2 separate regions of the Anser cygnoides genome follow, and region 2 is linked to region 1. A link is a contact called in public Hi-C data. All regions are on one chromosome and are shown on one strand. Each heading gives the region's core, a stretch centred on a gene start, on an enhancer-like site or on the middle of the called end of the contact. The rest is flanking DNA. Distances are from core to core; before and after follow the strand shown. Region 1 holds the start of AKIP1 (A-kinase interacting protein 1). Region 2 holds the start of RPL27A (ribosomal protein L27a).

Region 1 (5,086 bases), core at 1,185-3,684:
CGAGGCGCGCAGCGGTGCGCTCCCTCCGCCCGGGCGGCTGCAGCTTTTTTGAAGGAGCTGGAAAGAGGGAGGGGGGTGGGAGGAGGAGGGAAGGGGCTGAGATCGAGGGAGAGAGAAGTATGCAAAGGCAGGAAGTGGAGACGGCCACGGCCAGTGCGGGAGATTAATGGGAACCAGTCAGCCGGCAGCCAACAAAGAAACCTGCTCCCCCAGCGCCGCCCGGCCCGGCTGCAGCCCCGCCGCGGCCGGGCAGCCCCGGGCGGCCAAGCCGGCAGCGCTCGGCCCCGGCCCCGGCCCCGCGGAGCCCCCGCGGAGCCCCCGCGGAGCAGTGGGCGCCGCCCCCGGCCCCAAAGCCGGGTCCCCGCCGGGCGGGAGGGAGGCAGGGGAAGGGGAGCAGCCCCGCGGGGCTGCACGGGGCAGGGGGGAGGAGGAGGAGGAGGAGGAGGAGCAGGAGGGGAGAGCCGAGCCCCCCGCCCGCCGACCTTCCTCGCTCTCGCCCGGCGGAACGGTGTTGGGAGCCTTTATTTTAAAAAGCTAACAGCGCTCGAGCCCTGCCTGAGAGGACACGCTTGCCGGGGACGGAGGGAAGGAAGGAAGGAAGGAAAGAAGGAGGGAAGGAAGGAAGGAAGGAAGGAAGGAAGGAAGGAAGGAAGGAAGGAAGGAAGGAAGGAAGGAAGGAGGGAAGGAAGGAGGGAAGGAAGGAAGGAAGGAAGGAAGGAAGGAAGGAAGGAAGGAAGGAAGGAAGGAAGGAAGGAAAGAAGGAGGGAAGGAAGGAGGGAAGGAAGGAAGGAAGGAAGGAAGGAAGGAAGGAGGGAAGGAAGAGCGAGCGGCGAGCTTCCTGCGCCCAGGCGCCGAGCCCGGGGCTTCAGCCCGGCACTCAGGGCGGCGGGAGGCGTCCCGCGGGCAGCTGCTGTCCCCGTGGGGCGAGGGATGGGGACGCCGCGCCAGGCGGTGGAGAGAAAAACCCTCGGAGAGAGGCAGGGTGCCAGCTGCTAGCAGGGTCACGAGCGCTGCAAAACGCGAGGAATGCATCTAGACCTTGAAGTTTTTGTAAACGTTGCAAAGTGACTTGTTGTGCAGACAATAACCAAGCGATAACAGAAACAGGAGAACAATAAGGAGAAGAGTGGCATGCATATTGCATAGCTGGAAGCAAGGATACCAGCATCTCACACTTTTTGAATTTTAAGAAATTTTAATTTCCTTCCTTTGACTGAAACGGAACCAAAATGGCACTCAGCATCAGGCAAACACTTTCCTACACGATGATGCTTGCCTGATCCCTGAGCAGAGTACTCAGGATAAGCTGTTCTCGGCTTTCCCCACCTCATAAACCAAATAATGTGTATTGTCCTGAGATATTCCGATACATCACCCCAACGACAAGGAAATCTGGTGTAAGTGCCCAGCATTGCACAAACCTCCATTACATTTCAAGATAGTGAACGTAAAGGAAATGAGGGTAACTCATCTGGATCCTAATGGGAACATGTATTTCAAAGCACAAGCTATTTCAGCTGCCGGCCTTCTTGGGACAGATGTATTTACTCAGCTGCAGGAGGAGTTCTATGCCACCAAACATCAAAAAATGGCGGAGTTGAAATTTCAACACGCGAGGAATAATTTACCTCCTGAACAAGGTGGTAAGCTTTTTTACCCCAGAATTGCCACAAATAGCTGGCAGGAGCATACAGCGAATACATCTTTTTTTCCCATTTATGAAAATGACAGAGGAGGGCCTCTCCAAGTCTGTTCCACGTGTGCAGCACGACTGCAAAGCCACCCGCTCTCTAAAGGACCAACGATAGCAAAGAAGGACACTCAAGGGAAGATGCTCAACTTGTCATTAAGCAGTAGCACCCCAGACGGCTCTGTCACATCGATGAAACAACTCAAACACGCTAACATCGCTTTTAGCAAATACTGTCTTTCTTCCCCATTTATGTTCAGCCCAGTCCCTCAGACCTCAAGCACCTCAGCAAACGCCTCAGCGGAGTAGAGGAGACCCAACGTTAGCTGTATCCAAACACTCAGCTGGCGCCTCCAGCGTGTTTCATGAAGGAGAGGCCGGTGAAGGGCTGGTCTGCGGCGGTGCCTCAAGGCAAGGCGCTCCGTGCTCTCCCCCTGCCAGCCGCGCCCGGGGCTTGCTTTGTGCGGGGGGCATAGCGAAGGGCTCTGAGCCCGCTCGGCCTCCCCTCCGGTACCGCCGCTCGCCCCGCCCGCTGCGGTCCCTGCCCGGTGCGGTCCCCGCCCCGCGCCTCACGCCGCTCCCGTCACGGCGGGCAGCCTCGCACCCCGCCGCGTTTGAATCTCCCGCCGGGCCGGACCGGGCCGGGCCGGGCCGAGCCGCGGCGCAACGCCCACCTCTCCTCGCCTCTCCTCGCCCTTCCGCCGGCCCCGCCGGGGCGGTCACCGCGCCCATCGCCGCCGCGGATGGCGAGGACGGCCCGGGACGGCCCCTCCGGGCGCCCCCCCGCGGGCGGCGGCCGGGGCCGCGCCTCAGGGCGGGGCGGGCGGGGCCGCGGCGCCCCCTACCGGCCGCGGGCGGAGGGGCGCGGGGCGCACGCGCGCACTGTGACGGCGCGCGCCGGCGGCGGGATGGACGGGGCGGCGGCGGCGCGGACGGCGGGGCTGGCGCGCGCCGTGCTGGAGCGGGCGCGGCGGCGGCGGCGGGAGGAGGAGGAGGAGCAGCAGCAGCCCCGGGAGCGGGAGCGGGGAGCGGCCCCGGTCAGTGCTGCGGGGCGGGAGGGGCCCCCGCCGCTGCACCGAGAGGACCCGGAACGCCCCGGCGCGGCCTTCGCGTCCCTCGCGCGCCTCATGGACCGAGCGGCGGCGGAGTGCGAGGTGCGGGGGGGAGCGCGGGGCCGCGGCTTTGGTCGGAGCGCGAAGAGGAGCGGTGCCGGGTGCCGGGTGCCGCGCCGGGAGGTCTGGGCCGGGAGCCTGCCGCGCCGCCCGGCCGAGGGCACCGAGCTGCCCCCCGCTGCGCTAGGGAGCGGGGCACGGCAACGTGCACCAGGCGGCAACAACTTCGTCACCCCACAGCGCTACGTGACAGTAACCGGCTGGCCCTGCAACGCCAGGTCTGCACAACGACACAAAACCGCAACAGATACACAACGTACAGTGCCTAACGCTGGTGGGACAAGCAGGGGTTGACTTCCACATTCGTGCTTGTGCCAGGACAGCACCGCTTCAGTCACCTGCCCTTGAGAAAAGGGGGGAGTTCTCAGACCCACGAGTTCATGGGTAAAGCTTAAAAAGTGCAAATAAAAACCTACAGCAGAACATAACCACCGAGGCAGCAGAATGCCACTGAGTGCAGGTGATTAAGCACTAAAATTAGGTGATTTGGGACGAGTTGTGTAGAATTACTTAGGGACCAAAGTTGACCCACATTTCGTATCAAACATTTGATTTCACTTCTTTGCTATTTAACTTCATGTAAAAGGACCCGAGTCACGTCCTGTGATACAGAGATACTCTGGGAAGTCCTATGCAGTAGGTCAGAGTGTTTGATGTATTTTGGGACGTAACTCCACAGTAAACCACGACAGCAGCAGCCAAACTGGTAGGTACATAACCTCAAGGAATAAGGTAGCGCAACAGACCTGGAAACAAGACCTGCTATTGGCCTTATTTTCATGTGTGGTCTGCACGGTCAGACAGAAGGAAAATACAAGCAAGACAAAAATCATTATTTTGAAACTTGTTTCCTCTGATCAAAAAGGTAACCCTGCGATGAGCTCTGTGGTGACAGCAGATGGCAGCAGAGCTGTATGCACATACTTAACTCACAGCAGGGAAGATTCAAGTACCTTTACTGCAGAGCCAGAAAAGGACTGCTGTGCTACTGCTGCAATTCTCAAAACTGCTCTGCTACAAGTTACCAGCCTTGAAAGCACTTAAGCTCTTTCACCAGCTCTTTTTCCGGTATTAACATGTCCTCTGCTTTTACAGTGCTTTTTCTGCACATACCCTGCAAAAGCTCTTACCTCACATATACATCCTATTAAGGACCCATAAACTATGGCTTCTTCCACCAGCTTTGCTTGAAGGGCCCGGTCAGGTAGATGTTTCCAGAGCATTCCTTTGGATTTGTTCTGGACAAAAAAGCAATTGATATTGCTGCAGCCTTTTGAAGAAACATGTCATTTAGTGAACACAGCTCTCACCTGAGAGTGGAATCTGACTGCAGTTCATTTGCCTTGTAAGCAGAGTGCCCAAACAATGAGCATTTCTAGGCTAAGCAATTCTTAACCCCTCTATTTGCTAGCACAAAGGCAAGAAAATGATAGCGTTGTGTGGCCTTTAAATAGAAAGAGTGATCTAATTGTATAATAGCTAACTAAAGTCCTTGCCCTCAGAGTATTCTGAATTGCGGATCCCAGTCAGACAACTGTTTGAAATAAAGTGCTGCTCTAAACAGAGAAAAATGTAAAGCACACTTCTGTTCTCGGTATTTTCCTGCGTGGCTTATGGCAATACCAACTCCAGATTTGGCTGTTTTCATGAGTTCAGTTCTGAGGTGACAGAGTCCCAACATACTGTGTAGGGAGACAAGCGTCTGAAAACAGAGCTGACAGTTCTGCACCAGAAGGCAGATGTCCTTTGGACATCTGGGCACTATTTTCATCCTCACATGAAATTAAGCCAGCTGATTAATACAGAACATCAGTAAATGTGCAGTTCCACTTTTAATTGCAAATCTGGAGTTGTTGTCAGCATGGCTGTGATGCTTCTCCATATAATATTCTCTGTTCCAATTGCTGTCCAGAAGTACTATAGATTTGTGCCAGCCTGGAGATGCAATGAGCATGAAGTCAAACACATCTGCAGATATCACAGCAGACAAGCAGGGGAAGAAGAGTTCAAGTCCTCTAAAGAAGAGGTAAGCGGGAATTTGTTTTATTTTAATTAAAGGTTAATCCTTCCCTCACCATGGGACAACTGTAGTCCATCCAGCATCTGTGACGCTTGCTCACGTGAATTTATGTGGATTGACATCATGGGCACATGAAACTGTGGACTGATCTGAGTCTTTGGCTGGGCAGGGCGGGAGGGCAGAGTAAATTCTCGTGGCAGCAAT
Region 2 (5,086 bases), core at 1,243-3,742, 170 kb before region 1:
ATATGAAGCATCACAGCCAGTGAATGTGGATCAGAAGTTTAATGTCCGAGAATGATAGCACACCAGAACAATCACAAGTGTAAAGATGTGACTCTAGTCTCGGAATTAAAAGTGACTTTATATAAGTGAGAATAGCTCTATCATGTTTTCATACCTACGTTTGGTGATATTTTGAACAAGTAATCTTTCACCACCTTTCAAAAATAAGGGAAGTCATTCTTACAGGAAAAAACATAACTTAAGTACTAGTTTAACCACTGATATGCTAAGATGCATGAATTTGTACCAAGAAGTCTACAGATATTCATGCACTGCAGCTTATTTGCAGTTTACCATTTTGTTACTTGGATATGCAAAGCTAAGTTACACTTCAAGCGAGCAGAAACTGCAGATCTGAATCTGAACAGAAACTTACTGAGCGCACAACATCAATGACTGGGGCCAGTCCAGCCTGGTTTTTTGCATAATTGAGCCTTGTCTGTTCAGTAACAAGGGTCCACAGTTTATCCAAATTGACAGTAGGACAGAACTTTTGGTTTTTCTTCAAGTGATAGTGTCTCATGCCTACTTTTCCAAAGTAGCCAGGGTGACTGTGAAAGAAAACACATTCCTCGTTAGGTCACATTTTTAATTCATCCTAAGCAAGTAGGACTACAAATCAACACTAACACAACATCTTACTTGTTCAAAGAAATTAAAAGTAAAATTTTATCTTACTTTCACATTACACGTTTATTTGTATTAATACATGTGGTATCTAAGTGTAATAATCATTGCTATCCAAAGCAAGGGAAAATTATTTTCCTTAAAGCATCTGTTCTCCCTTGAACTCACAACTTAATCCTTCTCATGGTGAGTCTGGTCCAATCCTGCATTTTCTGAGCAAAACCAACTCGGTGCAAGACTGCACTGCACGAGGAGCTTCAGAGCTCCTGTCACTAACCTGGTGACTGACTGAGTCAACAATGGTCACAGCCAGCGAATAGAGATTAGTGGTTACTTTCCGAGTACTCTAGCACACCAGGACAACAGGCAGTGTTCAGATGTGACTCTAGTCTCGGCAGTGAGACAACGACCCTTGCCTCTATAGCATGCAGTTAAGTAGAGTGTAGCTTTGATTTATATAACGCTTCAGATTTACCTAACATTTTGTGGGCACATCTGTTAGTATGGACAACGGTGTAACTGGCAAGCTTGGTCAAGTTTACTGCACTGAACTCTCAAAGATGCCTGGCTTAAGAAAAAAAGGCCGCTGAGTTTAGAGAAAATGGGGACACAAGTTGATTTCAGCTATTAAACTTTCATGTTTGAGAAAAAGATACATAGGATTGTAGGGAAGTTTGGTGGTTCACATAAAATTTAGTTGTTTCTACTTCAGACACATGCATTTTGCTAGCACATGTTTAAAACGTTAGCTTACTATTTATCAAAGTTAATCCTGTGATGGTGCATACCACCAGCATTACCACGGCCACCAGGATGTTTCCTATGTTTGCCTAAAAAGAAAAATGAAGTTGGTTAAACTAAGAATATCACATGTAATACTTGAGCTTAGGAGCACAAAGTCAACTTAAGCTAATTACTCTGATGATAGCAGTCCTATCCTTCTCCATTCGTATCAACTCAGTGAGCTAAACCCACTAAAGACTAACCCTAGACAAGAAAAAAAACAAAAAAAACCCGATGCCTTTAACCTACAGAAGTATGAGAAGACACCAGTGCTAACACAAGCAAACTGACAAGAACAGGCAGGAACGGCCATAGTTTGAACTGGCACAACATCAGCCTGCAAACTTAAAATGTCGCCCAGCCACGTTCTCAGGCAACACCTACCGCCCAAGTACTATCCAAGTTAAGTCACAAACCCAGTCCACAGGGATGGGCAAAACTCCGGAGCACCACGTTCCTGGGGCATCTCCCCCACGGTGCGGGCACCACCCGCACGTGCTGCGGCCCTCAGAGCTGCTCGCCGGGCCCGTGTTTGTGCGCTCCTCGTCTGCCCGCCCGAGGCGGCGCCCGAGCAGCGAAGGCCCGCCGGCGTTGCGGAGCCGCAGCCCCCCACTTACCGATGCGGCCGTGGCCGTGGCTGACGTGTCCCCTCAGCTTCCTGGTCTTCCTGAGCCGGGAAGGCTGCGGAGAAGCGGCAGAGGTGAGCGCGGCGGCACACGGCCCTCCCCCCGCAGAGCCGCCGCTCCTCCGCGCCTCACGGCCCACAGCGGGCGGCGGCCGGGGCCCTGCGAGGAGAGGCCGGAGCGGCCGCCCCGGGCCGCCCTCAACGCCCCGAGCAGGCCGCGGGCCTGGAGAACCGCCCGCCACGGCCACCCTCAGCCCACCCCCGGGCACGTCCCGCGGCGAGGGGCAGCCCGTCCCGCCCCGCTCCGTCCCGTCCCGCACCCACCATCTTGTCGGCGTGCGCGAGGGAAGGGAAAGGGCGCCGCGCTCGCGAGACCGGGGGAAGGCACCGTCGCCCACGGCGAACTCTCGCGAGACTTCGCGGAGGCTCCTCCTGCCGGCGCCGAGCCGCGGGGCGGTGTCGCGGAGCCCGGCCCGGCCGCTCGCCTCCTGCGGCCTGTGCCGAGGGGGGCGGGGGGAGGCCGGGGAGTTGGGTCACGGCACTCCGCACGAGTAGCCGGGACAATAAACGCAATGCCCGTAAACGCCGCCGTCTGTCACGCCAGAGTAACAGTTCCTGGACAACTGGAAACAATTGTTTCGTACTGTTTTTTTTATTTAAATATATTCTGCGCCAGAAGATTTTACACTTTTTTTTTTCTCTCCCCAGTTTTGAACCACAGGCCTCCACGCTGGTTTTTCTTCAGGACTTCCTTCTCGGTTACATGGTGCACGAGCGGTGTTCCACCGTTCAGCAGTCGTCACCTCAGTTTTCTAAACTAAGGTGCAAGGTGGAATAATACACCCCACACTTTCATTTCAGTTGTTTGTTTTAAACACAGACCTTTGGAAACACTAAGGTTGATTTACATAGCCATGGTCCGAGGACCAGGAAGGTACCTACAAGCTTTTGAAATGTGATTGTCACCCTGACTGGTGCACTCCTCTGACTGCAAAACCCAGAACAACATGCTGACGGGTAATTTATCGTTCAAAAGCTTCCTGCTTAGATTTTTACAGTGCAGATGGAGGAAAACAGCTTCTGTGTGGGAGATGCATTTTACCGCACCGCATTCTCTTAACACGTGCATCCTGTGTCTCTCTTGCATTCCTAACAACTCTTTTCATGTCAACATTACCATCACCCAAGGATGACGTTTTATCAATCATTTTCTCAAAAGGAACATGTATTTACACATATAATTACTGTTGTTTATAAAATAGCCAGCATCCACCTGTACAAGTGAAAGCTATTGCTTCTGATTTGAAGAACTACATCTGAAAGTCACTCCGTAGCTTACAACATATTACAGCATAAAACCTGTAGAAATTAACATTTGTGATTACATTTCAATTGAATCAGAAGCGCTTGATATTCTACATTCTACAGATGCTTCTTTTCATGTACACTTAAGCTTTGGTATATACTTGAGTGTGAGGGAGGTAAGGAAAAAAGGAAACGACTTCACCTTTTTGGTGAATAAACCCTCAATTTTGTTCTATGAGGCTGATAGCACACCAGAACCACTGCCAGGTTAGGAATTGCGCAAGCCTCAAAGACAGTTTAACTACACAAGGAAGTCACACTGCAAATGAAGAAAAATGCAGTGGTCTTTTTTCTTTAAAAAGAAAGCTCTAGGTAATTTTCATTAGATGTCAGACTTGAAAGAATATTCAAGTATTTTCTGTTTTCTTCTTCAGGCTAAGGAAAAGCTAATAGAATCTCTTAACAGCATTTGTGTTACCGGATTAAAGATGAATGTGGTACTTGTGTAGCACTTGCTGCTGTGCAGAGGGCCATGGCAAGCTAATCATTCCTGTCCTGCTGAAGAGCATTCACCACGATGCAAGCACCACCTGAACCAGACTGCAATTAATACAAAAGAAAAGCAGATTGTCATAGAATGCAGCTGATTAGCTCATCAGAAATTTAAGCAAAATATTTGTCTGCTACAAGCTGTTCTTATTCTACTTGGATCATTTAACCAAATTAAACGTAAAAACATATGTAGCATAAAAACAATGTGAAAATATCACAGTTCAGGATCAGTTGTCTATGATACAAGATATAATTTGCTGCTAACCCGTGTGAAGAAGAAAAAAGGAAAATCGTTTTAAGAGATGCTTCTGTTAGGATAAAATTAACAAAACAGTGATGATATAAAATGCCATGTCTCGGCTCTAATAAAAAGCATTAACTAGAAGGAAAACCAAGTAGTATCATGAAATAGCAAACCTACTGAAAGAGTTTCATAATAACCTTTTTTTTTTGGTATTTTAATTGAAAATTCACATTCACAAGTTTCTCTGGTTTTGTACCCACTCAAAATCAGAAGTCCACAAAGGTTTGCAAAGAATATAAACAAACAGGTATATTTACATAGTTTATTAGGAACCATACATACATACATTAGGAAAGGATGAACTGTACCTACTCATTGCAGCTTGCATGTCAAAGAACTGAGATCTCCTCACGGTTAGCAGTCTTAGTGCAGAATGGATTACAAGTAGTTTACTGACCAGAGTTCAAACGGAGTGGAAGGTTTGTATTGTGAACCAAGTACCTTATTATCAAGTTACTTTGTTATTTCTTTCTTTTAAAATTAATTAGAAGGAAAATTAGGAAAAGAATACCAACTCTGCCACATGAAAACAGCCCCCGCGCATACAACCTCTCCCACGTACCCCAGAGCTCATTCATTACCGCAGTACTCAGGCATCAGTGTAGTTCTCACAAACATTCCCTGAAGTCAGTGGTTCTGCTGAGACAGTCAGCTGCACATAATCAGCTATTCATTTTTGCACCAAGCATAACTCAATTCATACTAAAGAAAAAAAGCACCTGTTATTCTCAGGAATATACAAATATTTACCACAGTTTTTCTTGCTCATTACAAAATCAGTTACAAAAGCTTACAGCACATTATTTACAAATTCTATCCAAATACATAAAGGAGTCATCATCTGACACACT

What was found. A called contact is a pair of places that touch in the nucleus more often than the background predicts.
Region 2: a Hi-C map of granulosa cells shows a contact between it and region 1, with 2.6 times the contacts expected there. The contact joins the promoter of RPL27A here to the promoter of AKIP1 in region 1. A contact is called at or near these places in 2 of 7 Hi-C or Micro-C datasets (granulosa cells and liver).

What each region holds. Positions count from the first base shown.
Region 1 is chr5:3,328,659-3,333,744 of Taihu_goose_T2T_genome, reverse strand. AKIP1 (A-kinase interacting protein 1) reads left to right here and starts at 2,434. Exons shown (of 5, transcript XM_066997347.1): 1 at 2,434-2,844; 2 at 3,043-3,080; 3 at 4,775-4,888. The coding sequence starts at 2,434. DENND2B (DENN domain containing 2B) reads right to left here and starts at 2,493. Exons shown (of 21, transcript XM_048069987.2): 1 at 2,365-2,493.
Region 2 is chr5:3,496,146-3,501,231 of Taihu_goose_T2T_genome, reverse strand. It overlaps RPL27A (ribosomal protein L27a), which reads right to left and starts at 2,492. Exons shown (of 5, transcript XM_048069999.2): 1 at 2,399-2,492; 2 at 2,067-2,130; 3 at 1,421-1,496; 4 at 416-590. The coding sequence starts at 2,401. DENND2B (DENN domain containing 2B) reads right to left here. Exons shown (of 21, transcript XM_048069987.2): 21 at 4,484-5,086. LOC125183505 (small nucleolar RNA SNORA3/SNORA45 family) reads right to left here and starts at 1,062; the gene lies at 931-1,062. LOC125183506 (small nucleolar RNA SNORA3/SNORA45 family) reads right to left here and starts at 104; the gene lies at 1-104.